Linked DNA regions of Mus musculus: region 2 is linked to region 1. Evidence: chromatin contacts called from public Hi-C data. All regions are on one chromosome and are shown on one strand. Each heading gives the region's core, a stretch centred on a gene start, on an enhancer-like site or on the middle of the called end of the contact. The rest is flanking DNA. Distances are from core to core; before and after follow the strand shown. Region 1 has its middle 25 kb from the start of Uqcrfs1. Region 2 overlaps Exoc2 (exocyst complex component 2).

Region 1 (4,853 bases), core at 1,271-3,770:
GAAAGCAAGAGCCTGTTACTCTCTTGTTGGGAGCCGCCCTCACATTTGCCATTACAAGATGGCGCTGACAGCTGTGTTCTAAGTAGTAAACATAATCTGCACACGTGCAGGGGCAGTTTTCCCGCCATGTGTTCTGCCTTTCCTGTGATGACAACTGGGCCGATGGGCTGCAGCCAATCAGGGAATGACACGTCCTAGGCGGAGGATAATTCTCCTTAAAAGGGACGGGGTTTTGCCATTCTTTCTCTCTCTCTTGTTCTCTCTCTTGCTCTTGCTTTTTCTCTCTCTTGCTTTCTTGTTCTTGCTTTCTTTTTCTTTCTCTTGCTTTCTCTCCCTTGCTTTCTTGTTCTTGTTCTTTTTCTTGCTTTCTTGCTCTTGCTCTCTTGCTCTCTTGCTCTCTGGCTCCTGAAGATGTAAGCAATAAATTTGCTGTGTTCTTCCTGGCCGGTCGCGAGAACGCGTGTAAGACTCTCTGAGCCATCTTGGGCTTTCAGTAAGTCCAGAGAAGGTGACAGGCAGTCCCTGTCTCTCAGGTGGTGGCTTCTGGCTACTTCAGAGGAGCAGGGTGACATTCTGTTTGGCTAGAACCCTCTCAGATGGTCCACAGACACCAGGACAGTGTCCACTTCTCATGGGCTTGCTGCTGTGGCCATATGTTCCTCCTGACTTTGACTCCTGTGACTGGTTTCCTTGCTCTTTTTAAAGAAATTCTCCTTTCTCCCTCTTTCTCCCTTTTTCTCCCTCTTTCTCCCTCTTTCTCCCTCTTTCTCCCTCTCCCCCTCCCCCCCTCTCCCCCTCCCCCTCCCCCCTCTCTCTGCATCTGTGGTGATCTGAAGAAGCCATCAGATGCCCTGAACTTCTTCAGACCCACCTTGTGTCCTTGAGACAGGGTCTCTCACTGAACAGGGAAAATACCAGCAGACTTACTAATCCTCCTGTCTCCCCTACATCAACCCAGGGATGACACAGTGCCTACAGCCATGTCTAGCTTTTCACATGGGTCTTGAGGATCCACACCCAGGCCCTCATGCATGTTGTAGCAAGCTCTCCACCCACTAAGCTTTATTTCCAGATTTTGATGCCTTCCTATAGAATTTTCCCCTTGCTAAGCCACTGCTCAATACCTAGAAATGGGGGTCCCAGTGATGCTTCTTGACCACACCCCCACTCCTGTTTAACAGTTCCCACTCTGCACAGCCCTTGCTCTCTCCAGCCTGGCAACTTGCTGGTGCCAGAAACTGTCTCTGAATTTTCTTGTGCTATAAGATCATCTATCTTATTGCATTGTGGTCCCCTTTAATCAACTAATTTTTATTTAAATAAAATGAAATAAATAAACATGTGAGAAGTCCCTTTTTTTTAACAAATAAGACCACATTTTAACTTATTGTAGCGTACCTTGGACTTGAATGTAAATATTTCATTTTTTCTGGAAATAGATTCAAGTAATACTGTCTCCCATGCTAGAAACCTAAGACCTATGTCTTACTACTCCCTGCCCCATCTTCAAATATGTTTCTTTCCATATCCACACCACCTACACCCTCAACAGCACCTCCCTTTGCAGGTGACACCTAGATTATCTGTTTGGAGCTAGTCTTCTGCCCCTCTGATACAGTCTGAAACCATAATCCATTCGCTTCGTTACCTTGCTGTGGCTGCCTCAGCAGAGAAATGGCCTCATGATACTTCTAATACTAATCAAAAGCTTCTACCCGGCCCTGAAGGACTCCCTGTCTTTCTGGTAACATTCTTGGGGACCATACATAAGTCAGTCCCTTCCAGGATCAGCTGCTACTATCTCTATTCCAAGAGTGCCCTCCTCTGCCAGACCCAAACAGGCACATGTGCTGGAGGCCAATCCATCTCACATCTTCAGTGAGACTTTCCCTGACATTTATCTTCCAAGGGAGCTGCCTAATTTTGTAGTCCCATCAATGGGGTTTCTTCCTTTCCTCGGTCACTCCCGCCAAGCTGGCTGTGCCTATCACTTGCCTTGTCTGCCTTCTCAACTTAAATATCACTGAGACACATAAAAAGTTTGCAGTTTGTGCACGGGCGTTGCATGAACTTATGATCTGGTGACTGCGCAAATGACAGGCAGTATTTCTAAGAGATAATATCAGGGCAGGGGTCCGAGCCCACTGGGAGCTTTACACACTGTTGGCTTATGCTTAGCCTTCCTTCCACTGAGAGAGCTCGTGTGGAGGTGAGAGTGTTCTCGGCCTCAGTAGGGAATGAAGAAAGGCCTGGAGGCTTTACATGAGTGCATACCCAACTTTGTGCCTTGGGGCCCAAGTGCTTTGGGGAGTACTGCATTTCTAAGTTCTACCTGCCCGGGAGTGACCTTCACAGTACTGTCATCATCAAACCTGGAAAGCAATTCTCCCTCCTATTCCCTGTCAAAGGAACAATTCAGGGTGTTTCAATGTGTTTCCCAGAGGGCAAGCATCTGACTGTGGTTGTATTGAAGCTCCTGTGCAAACATAGTTCAAGAAAACACTAGCCAATGGGCTTCTTGGTTTCTGTTAGCAACAGGGAAGGCCATTGGCTAAGGATGACTTTGAGGTCAGTGACAGATATGTGGCTAGATACTCTTCAAAGCATCTCCCAGAAGCCATTTCTATGTAAACAGATCTGAAGCAGACACTAACCTGCAATAAGAAATAATAATAATAAGCCAAATGAGAAGGCATTTTCAAATTCCCCAAAGAAGGCAGTGCTCTGACCTCTTTCAGGTCATGCTGGAAGTCCTGGACTCAGTGAAGATATAGAAAAACTATCTGGAGCCTGTGGGTTCTAAGCTTTAGACGGCAAGAAGGAAAAATAAGGCTGTTTGTTTGCACTTGTTTCTCTGCCACTGTGATAAAACACCAACTCAAAGCAACTCAGGGGAGGAAAGGGCTTATTTTAGCTTATAGTTTATAGTCCGTCCGGGGGAAACCAGAGCAAGAATCCAAGGCAGGACTTTGAAGCAGAAACCAGAGAAATGCCTTGCCCCTCTGGCTCTTGCTCAGCCAGCATTTTATGGAACTCAGGACCACACCTCAGGGCCAGGATTGCCCATATTTGAATGGGCAATCTTGCATCTGTTATCAAGAAAATGCCCCATAGACACAGCCCCAGGCCAATCTGATTGAGACAATCCAACTGAGAATCCCTCAGATAACTGGGCTGCTATGTCAACCAACTAAGGCCAACTAAGGGAACTTTTTTTTTTTTTTCATTTTTAGAAATCTGTGTTAGGAATGGAGCTGGCAAAGGCCATAGTTTCACATCAGCAGAACAGGCCACTTAATGACCAGGATAGGCTAGTCTTCAAATGGTACTCTCCCCCCAAAGGCTAGACTGACCAGCAAGCCAGTTGATGGGGGGAGGTGTCTAGCACAAAATGGAGATGAGGAAGTCTTGTCTAAAAATGATTAAGATTGCCAAGATGATGTCAGCAATGCAGTAATGGACTAAACCAAGCATGGTCCTTTGTAGGCATGTCCCAAACCCAGCTAGTGAAGAAGGGCACAGTTCATCTAAGCTGCTCCGTGTGTACTGGTCACATGCAGGCCTTCCTGCCAAGGTCCCTGTGCACTGCAGATCCCAGCAAAAAACTGCAACCTCTCTCGTGCGGTGTCCGTCTGCCCTCCTGCAGTGGTAGCTTGGCTCTCTACTCTCAGTATGGATTCAGTGAACTGTTTTTTGATCTGGGTTCGGAATCTTATTACATGTTAAGATTAAAAAAAAAAAAAAGTTCTTCATGATGATCTTTGGCTTCAGAGCTCAGTTTCTGTTCCCAACAAGTGACTTGTAATTCAATGTGAGTCTCATGTGGGGAAGGAAGGGACCATGTCAAACCTCAATATTGGGAGCTGAAAAGGAAAGATTCTGCCCTGAGAAACACAGGGCTTGGACAGGAGGGAGAAGGAAAGACAAAGCCCAAGGCCTCAAGATGAAAACAAATGTGTGCTTGAATCTCATCAGTGGGACTTGTCTGGTGGGGTGATGCTGTCATCCCTGGACCTGTGAATGTGTACATACCGGACCTGTGTGTGGCTGGGCTTGAAAAAACAAAGTGTTAGGTGTCACAATGGCATTTGTTTTAGTTGATTCCTGTCCCCAGCTCATACCCCCTCCTTCCTCTGTGTCCTCCCCTCCCCAGTCTCCTTCCCACCTTCATATCACACAGGTCCCTCCACCATTCTTTCCTTTCTTTGGCATCTCTTTTTATGACCTCTCCATCTCCTTTCTAGTTTTTAGGTTATACTTCATGTGTAGCTCATGCATTTATACACATACAATATAGTATAAGCTGTGATCTGCATGTGAGAGAGGGCCTGTTTTTGTTTTTGCTGGGTTTGGCCACATTGCTAATATAATTCTCTCTCTGTCGATCCATCTCTTTTTTTTCTTACAGATTTCTTCATTTCATTTTTCTTTAACCTGAGTTTAAATCCCATGGCGTTTATGTTTCACATTTGTGTTATCCATGAAATTATTGATTCGTGTTGAGGTTTCTTTTTAAAAATTCAGTTCAAGAAGGAGCTGAAGGGGTTTGCAACCCCGTAGGAAGAGCAGCAATATCAACCAACCAGACCCTCCAGAGCTCCCAGGGACTAAACCACCAACCAAAGAGTACACATGGAGGGACCCATGGCTCCAGCCACATATGTAGCACAGGGTGGCCTTGTCGGGCATCAAAGGGAGGGGAGGCCCTTGTTCCTGTGAAGGCTTGATGCCCCAGTGTAGGGGAATGCTAGGGTGGTGAGGTGGGAGTGAGGGGGTGAGTATAACCAATACTTTTTTTTTTTAATTTCAATTTAAAGTATGAGTGTTAAATTAAGAATAATCCCACTACTCAA
Region 2 (4,853 bases), core at 876-3,375, 260 kb after region 1:
TCAAAATTAAATTTCTGCTGGAAAGAAATAAACATGGAAGTATGGGCTCATTTAATAACAACTAAACATTCAATGAATGTTGTCTTGACCACTTTCCCCTGAGAATGACACCTGACAATCTGGTATGTTCTTTCAGACTTTTGCCTAGGAATATGTTTGTTTGTTTGTTTGTTTGTTTTAAAAAAGAGATTACAATTATCTTCTTAAAACTTAATTATATCACATTCTTTAAGAAACAAATGTAAACAAAACAAACAAACCAAATCAACCTGCTTTTCAGGGCAAGCCGGGCCTTTAGTAATGTCAAGTGAAATACACAGCCTCCCATGCAATCCTGCTCCTACTCAGGACAGATTCCTCCCAGGCAAGTACAGCTTTCCCACTGCCTGCCCCGCTCACACACACCCGCATCACTAGAGGGTACAGCTGATACACTGATGGCCCTAGCAACAGAGGCCAGGGCCCACAACAGGGCCACTGCTGGAGATGCACATTCTGTCGGCTTAGTGGAATATGCTCACCACTACAGTGATGTGACAGTCTTTGTGCCTGAAACGTCACTGCTGCCTCTCTCATGGATGTCTCCTTCTCCATTAACCTTGAAGCTGCTTGCTTTCTCTCCCCGCAAACCCCTACCATTCTGTCTTTTCCAGAAATGTCATAGGTTTGAGCTCATATAGTACACATGTAGATGTACTTTGTAGACCTGCTGGTCCAGAATTTGCAATAATCCCCCTCCTCGCATCCCGAGTGCTGGGACTACAGGGATGTATCACCTAGCTCATTTTATTTTAATAGGATAACCTAGAGGTGGAACTGCTGCGTTGGAGGGTTTTCAGTCTTGGTAGATTCTGCCAAGCTGTCATTCAAAAGGCCACAGGAAACAGAGGTCTTGCTTCTCCATGCATTTTAACCATGGGTTGCCTGGTGCTACAACATGTCCCAACTCAACAGTTCATTGAAAACTTTTAAACAGCAATTTGACAAAACTTTTCATTGAAAAAAAAATCAAGTAGCATTTTAAGCAAAATGTAAAGGTGGACGAAGCCAAGCCTTTCACTCCTCTGCCTGTCTGGAGTCTCAAAAGGAGTTACAGAAAGCATGCCGTACCATGTGAAGCCATACCAAGAATGCAGACCTTCCTTCCCGTGAACCACTTCCTGGCACAACAGACATTGCTTCTCTATGGACAAACTCAAAGTTCTCTGCTAGTGTTGTTTTGAAACCCGGCACTCCCCGGTAGGTAATACTTCAAGAAATTGGAAAGTCTGGAGACAACCTACTTCGTACACCACATTTCCTGTTTTTAACCCCTGTGCCCTAAATCAGTTAGCACTCCTAGTCTACTGACAAAAATAGATCGAAAAATACTATAAATATCCCACAATGTACTTTTTAAAATTGTCAAACTGAAACATTACATGAAAGAAGCCTGGGCTGTTTTTTTTTTTTTTTTTTCTTTTTAAGTAAACTATCTATTCAACTATACTCTAAAGACACATACTGCCTGTTTTTTTTTTTTTTTTTTAAAGATAGTCAGAAACTTTATCAGTATTGGCATAACAGACAAAGAAGCCTAAATATCACATAATACAATTAGCTTTTGTTGTAATGGAGAAAGCAAATTTCTGTTGGAAGTACAGGTCTCCCTGTTTTGGTGTACATTCCCATACTGACTTGTATCCTCAGGGGCAAGGTGGCCCTACTGTGAGTGTGTGAATAATAACTTCTGCCTCTATAGTGCTGTTTTCTATACCAGGACTTTTCCTGTATCAAAATGTGGTCCTACTGATCACTATGGTGGATTTCATAGGAAAACTCTACTCTTTAGAAAACAAAGTATTACCAGCAATGAAAATACTAATGAGTTCATGGTTTACTTTTATATACATATAAATAAAATTCAGTGGAACTTAGTATCAATAAACTGCCTTATTATTAAAAGCTGTTTAGAAAAACAGCTTTCAAGACTTAGAAATAGGCAAGGGGGACGCAAGTCCCCAGCCTCTCCTCAGCAGTTTACGTGATGTGTTACAGGAACCATGGATCACATCAACAGCGCATGTCACAGAACAGTCTGCAGCATTAGCGCACGAGTCAGCCAGTTCCTCATAACCCTGACATCCTGAACTTCAGCCTTCAAAGGAGACAGAATTAACACGAACTGACACATTAAAACTACTCTGTCTCAACTAACTACACACACACACAACATTAACACACCAACACACACACACACTCACACACACCCCTCTCTCATCCCCTCATCAAGCCTTTCATTAGAAAGCAGTCTTAACTGGAAAAGTGAAAGTAACAACAAAAAAGATTCACTCTCTCCATGCAAATGAGAGTTTTTATTCACACTGTAAACTACCACTCTGAACATAATATTGCATAAATAGGAACTGTTCAATTTTCAAAATCTCAAGGAGGCCAGTTTAAAGAAAATATTATTTCAGTAAGATTGTAAGATTGAAACCTGACGCTTGGGCTGGAAGCACTGCTGGGTAGCAGGCTACTGAGCTGTGGACTCTGGAAAACACGTCAGCTGTGAGGAGCATGCCCATGTGAGGAGCATGCCCATGTGAGGAGCATGCCCATGTGAGGAGCATGCCCATGTGAGGAGCCCGCCCATGTGAGGAGCCCGCCCATGTGAGGAGCCCGCCCATGTGAGGAGCCCACCCATGTGAGGAGCCCACCCATGTGAGGAGCCCGCCCATGTGAGGAGCCCGCCCATGGCCTGGCACCCGTGTGCAGAAGGTGCAGAGCTGCTCTCGGGCTTATGAGAGCAGTGAGCTGTAGTGAGGTGCCCCAGCACTGGAACCAACTGTGGGGCAGAGAAAGAACTGGGTGTGAGCCTCATCCTCAACATCCAGCTCCATAGACTAATCTTTCATATGAAGGAGTGGCCCACTGTTGTAACTTTAGTCATTAAATCAAAGGATCAATCTAGATATTAAAAAGTTTGGTCATGTGAAAACTAGAAGTCAACAGTTGTGAATTAGTCAAGCCCCATTTCCACAGTAAGAATCCAGGTACAAGTGTCTGTCTCTAGAGTCCTATGTTTTTGCACAAGCCACTAATCTGCTGAGAGTATTAAAGACACAAAGTGCTGCTTCTGCACTGGTGGATCCAATGGCAGAAGACAGAGGTTACGTAGAAAGGGCAGGGTGGTGGATCTGAGTGAGCCTCTGGCTCCCCAGGGGCTGTCTACCTGCCTGAGCCTTTATTTGTAGAGCTTCGATAACAGCTTTCGGAGATGGTTCTGAGGACAAGACACACAATCCAAGGGGAGCAAGAGGATAGAGGAGGGCTCAGCTCCTCATTTCATACACGGGATTCTGTTTCTGACTCTTTACGATGCAATCTTCCTTCACACATGTGGATTCAAGTGGCTATTTCACTCCAGCCCCTGAGCTGCTCTTTGTCCTCACAAGAAGCTTGCTTTCCCGGTGCTCTGCTAGATATATCCTCTCTGCTAGATATATCCTCTCTGCTAGATATATCCTCTCTGCTAGATATATCCTCTCTGCTAGATATATCCTCTCTGCTAGATATATCCTCTCTGCTAGATATATCCTCTCTGCTAGATATATCCTCTCTGCTAGATATATCCTCTCTGCTAGATATATCCTGAGTGATCTGCAATAGCTCAATGCAGGTTTTTAATGCCAAAGAAATGCAATGCCTTCACTCTCCCTGATAGCTCTGCCAAAGGAAGGACTTGTTCATGGCTCCCCACGGTGATTAAAACATCATATTTGCTGTCAGGAGGTACAACCTAAAAGTCTATAGGATTGTTCAAATCAAAGGTATACAAATTTTAACCCTCTCAATACAAGTATATTTACACCTAAAGTTATAACATGATCTAAATGCAGAAACGCCTATTTTATAAAACGTGTCAAATGGTATATTTGCAGTGCTAACTGGGTCTGAATATTGTGGTGGCTGTGGTCTAGATTCAGAAAGCTCCACTGTAACATACATTTCCACGGTCAAAGATATAGGAAAAAACAGCAGAACCCTCTCCCAGGAGTGAACAGGAATTCAGTCAACAGCAACACAATAGATGGTTTCATACTTGCAGAGTATGAGAAGTGTGCTGGAGTTAATATTTAAATAAGCTGAAGGTCTAGGACTAAGTCCACTTTATTTTGCTGCCTTAGATTTACTGACTTTCATAACTGAGAAACTGTCATACTAAGAAATAAATGCAGGTGTATTTGAAAGAGGTATCTTTACTTCTCACTAAAAATCTATCACTGTCAAGATCTTTCAAAGGAGTTTTTCTAGTCTTAAAATAAAGTATAACTACTACATAATGAACTATATAATCCCTTTGTATACCATTTGATGTTTCACATGTTCACATGCATACAAACATGTAGTTCCACATGCACTGGCAGGATAAGGATGGGAAGTAGGGTTTCCAGTAGACTGTAGCAGCCCTTGCCTAACTATAAGGGCATACAGACACGTTGACCTCTAGCATGTGGTCACTGCTCACATGCATGCTGGGCTATCGTGTATGGTCACTGCACACATACACACACACACTAACCTGTAGAATGTGGTCACTGTGCACATGCATGCTGGGCTACAGTGCTCAGTCACTGCACACACTATTCTGTAGTATGTGTAGCCAGTTATCTAGTGAGCAGCTGGACATCGGGGCTCCAGTCCCACCCAAAGCATACCCTTGTTCAACAGTCTACTTTCAGTGCTGTCCCATATGGGCTCTCACATATACAAGCAGCACTACCTCTAATAAAAACAAAACAGGAATTGCCAGACTTTCTTTTTTGGTAGACCCATTTCTCAGCAAATATAAAAACACAAGCCATAGCAGC

What was found. Hi-C and Micro-C count contacts between places; a contact is called where the count stands out from the background.
Region 2: a contact with region 1 is called in a Hi-C map of bone marrow-derived macrophages, with 24 read pairs. The contact joins two enhancer-like sites. A contact is called at or near these places in 1 of 15 datasets of contacts at CTCF or cohesin (large pre-B cells), 8 of 484 Hi-C or Micro-C datasets (the C10 cell line, CD8 T cells, bone marrow-derived macrophages and 4 more) and 7 of 115 datasets of contacts at active chromatin or transcription factors (CD8 T cells, T-cell acute lymphoblastic leukemia, bone marrow-derived macrophages and 4 more).

Annotation. Positions count from the first base shown.
Region 1 is chr13:30,567,856-30,572,708 of GRCm38.p6, forward strand. No RefSeq gene overlaps it. Among named protein-coding and RNA genes, the nearest start is that of Uqcrfs1, 25 kb to the left of the region's middle. Within about 2 kb of position 2,521, at least 14 of the 459 cell types and tissues checked have an H3K27ac peak or open chromatin away from gene starts, as enhancers often do. A contact at or near this core is called in CD8 T cells, T-cell acute lymphoblastic leukemia, bone marrow-derived macrophages and 1 more, where this site is marked.
Region 2 is chr13:30,832,431-30,837,283 of GRCm38.p6, forward strand. The region is part of intron 23 of Exoc2 (exocyst complex component 2); the gene reads right to left. Among named protein-coding and RNA genes, the nearest start is that of Irf4, 86 kb to the left of the region's middle. Within about 2 kb of position 2,126, at least 87 of the 459 cell types and tissues checked have an H3K27ac peak or open chromatin away from gene starts, as enhancers often do. A contact at or near this core is called in CD8 T cells, T-cell acute lymphoblastic leukemia, bone marrow-derived macrophages and 1 more, where this site is marked.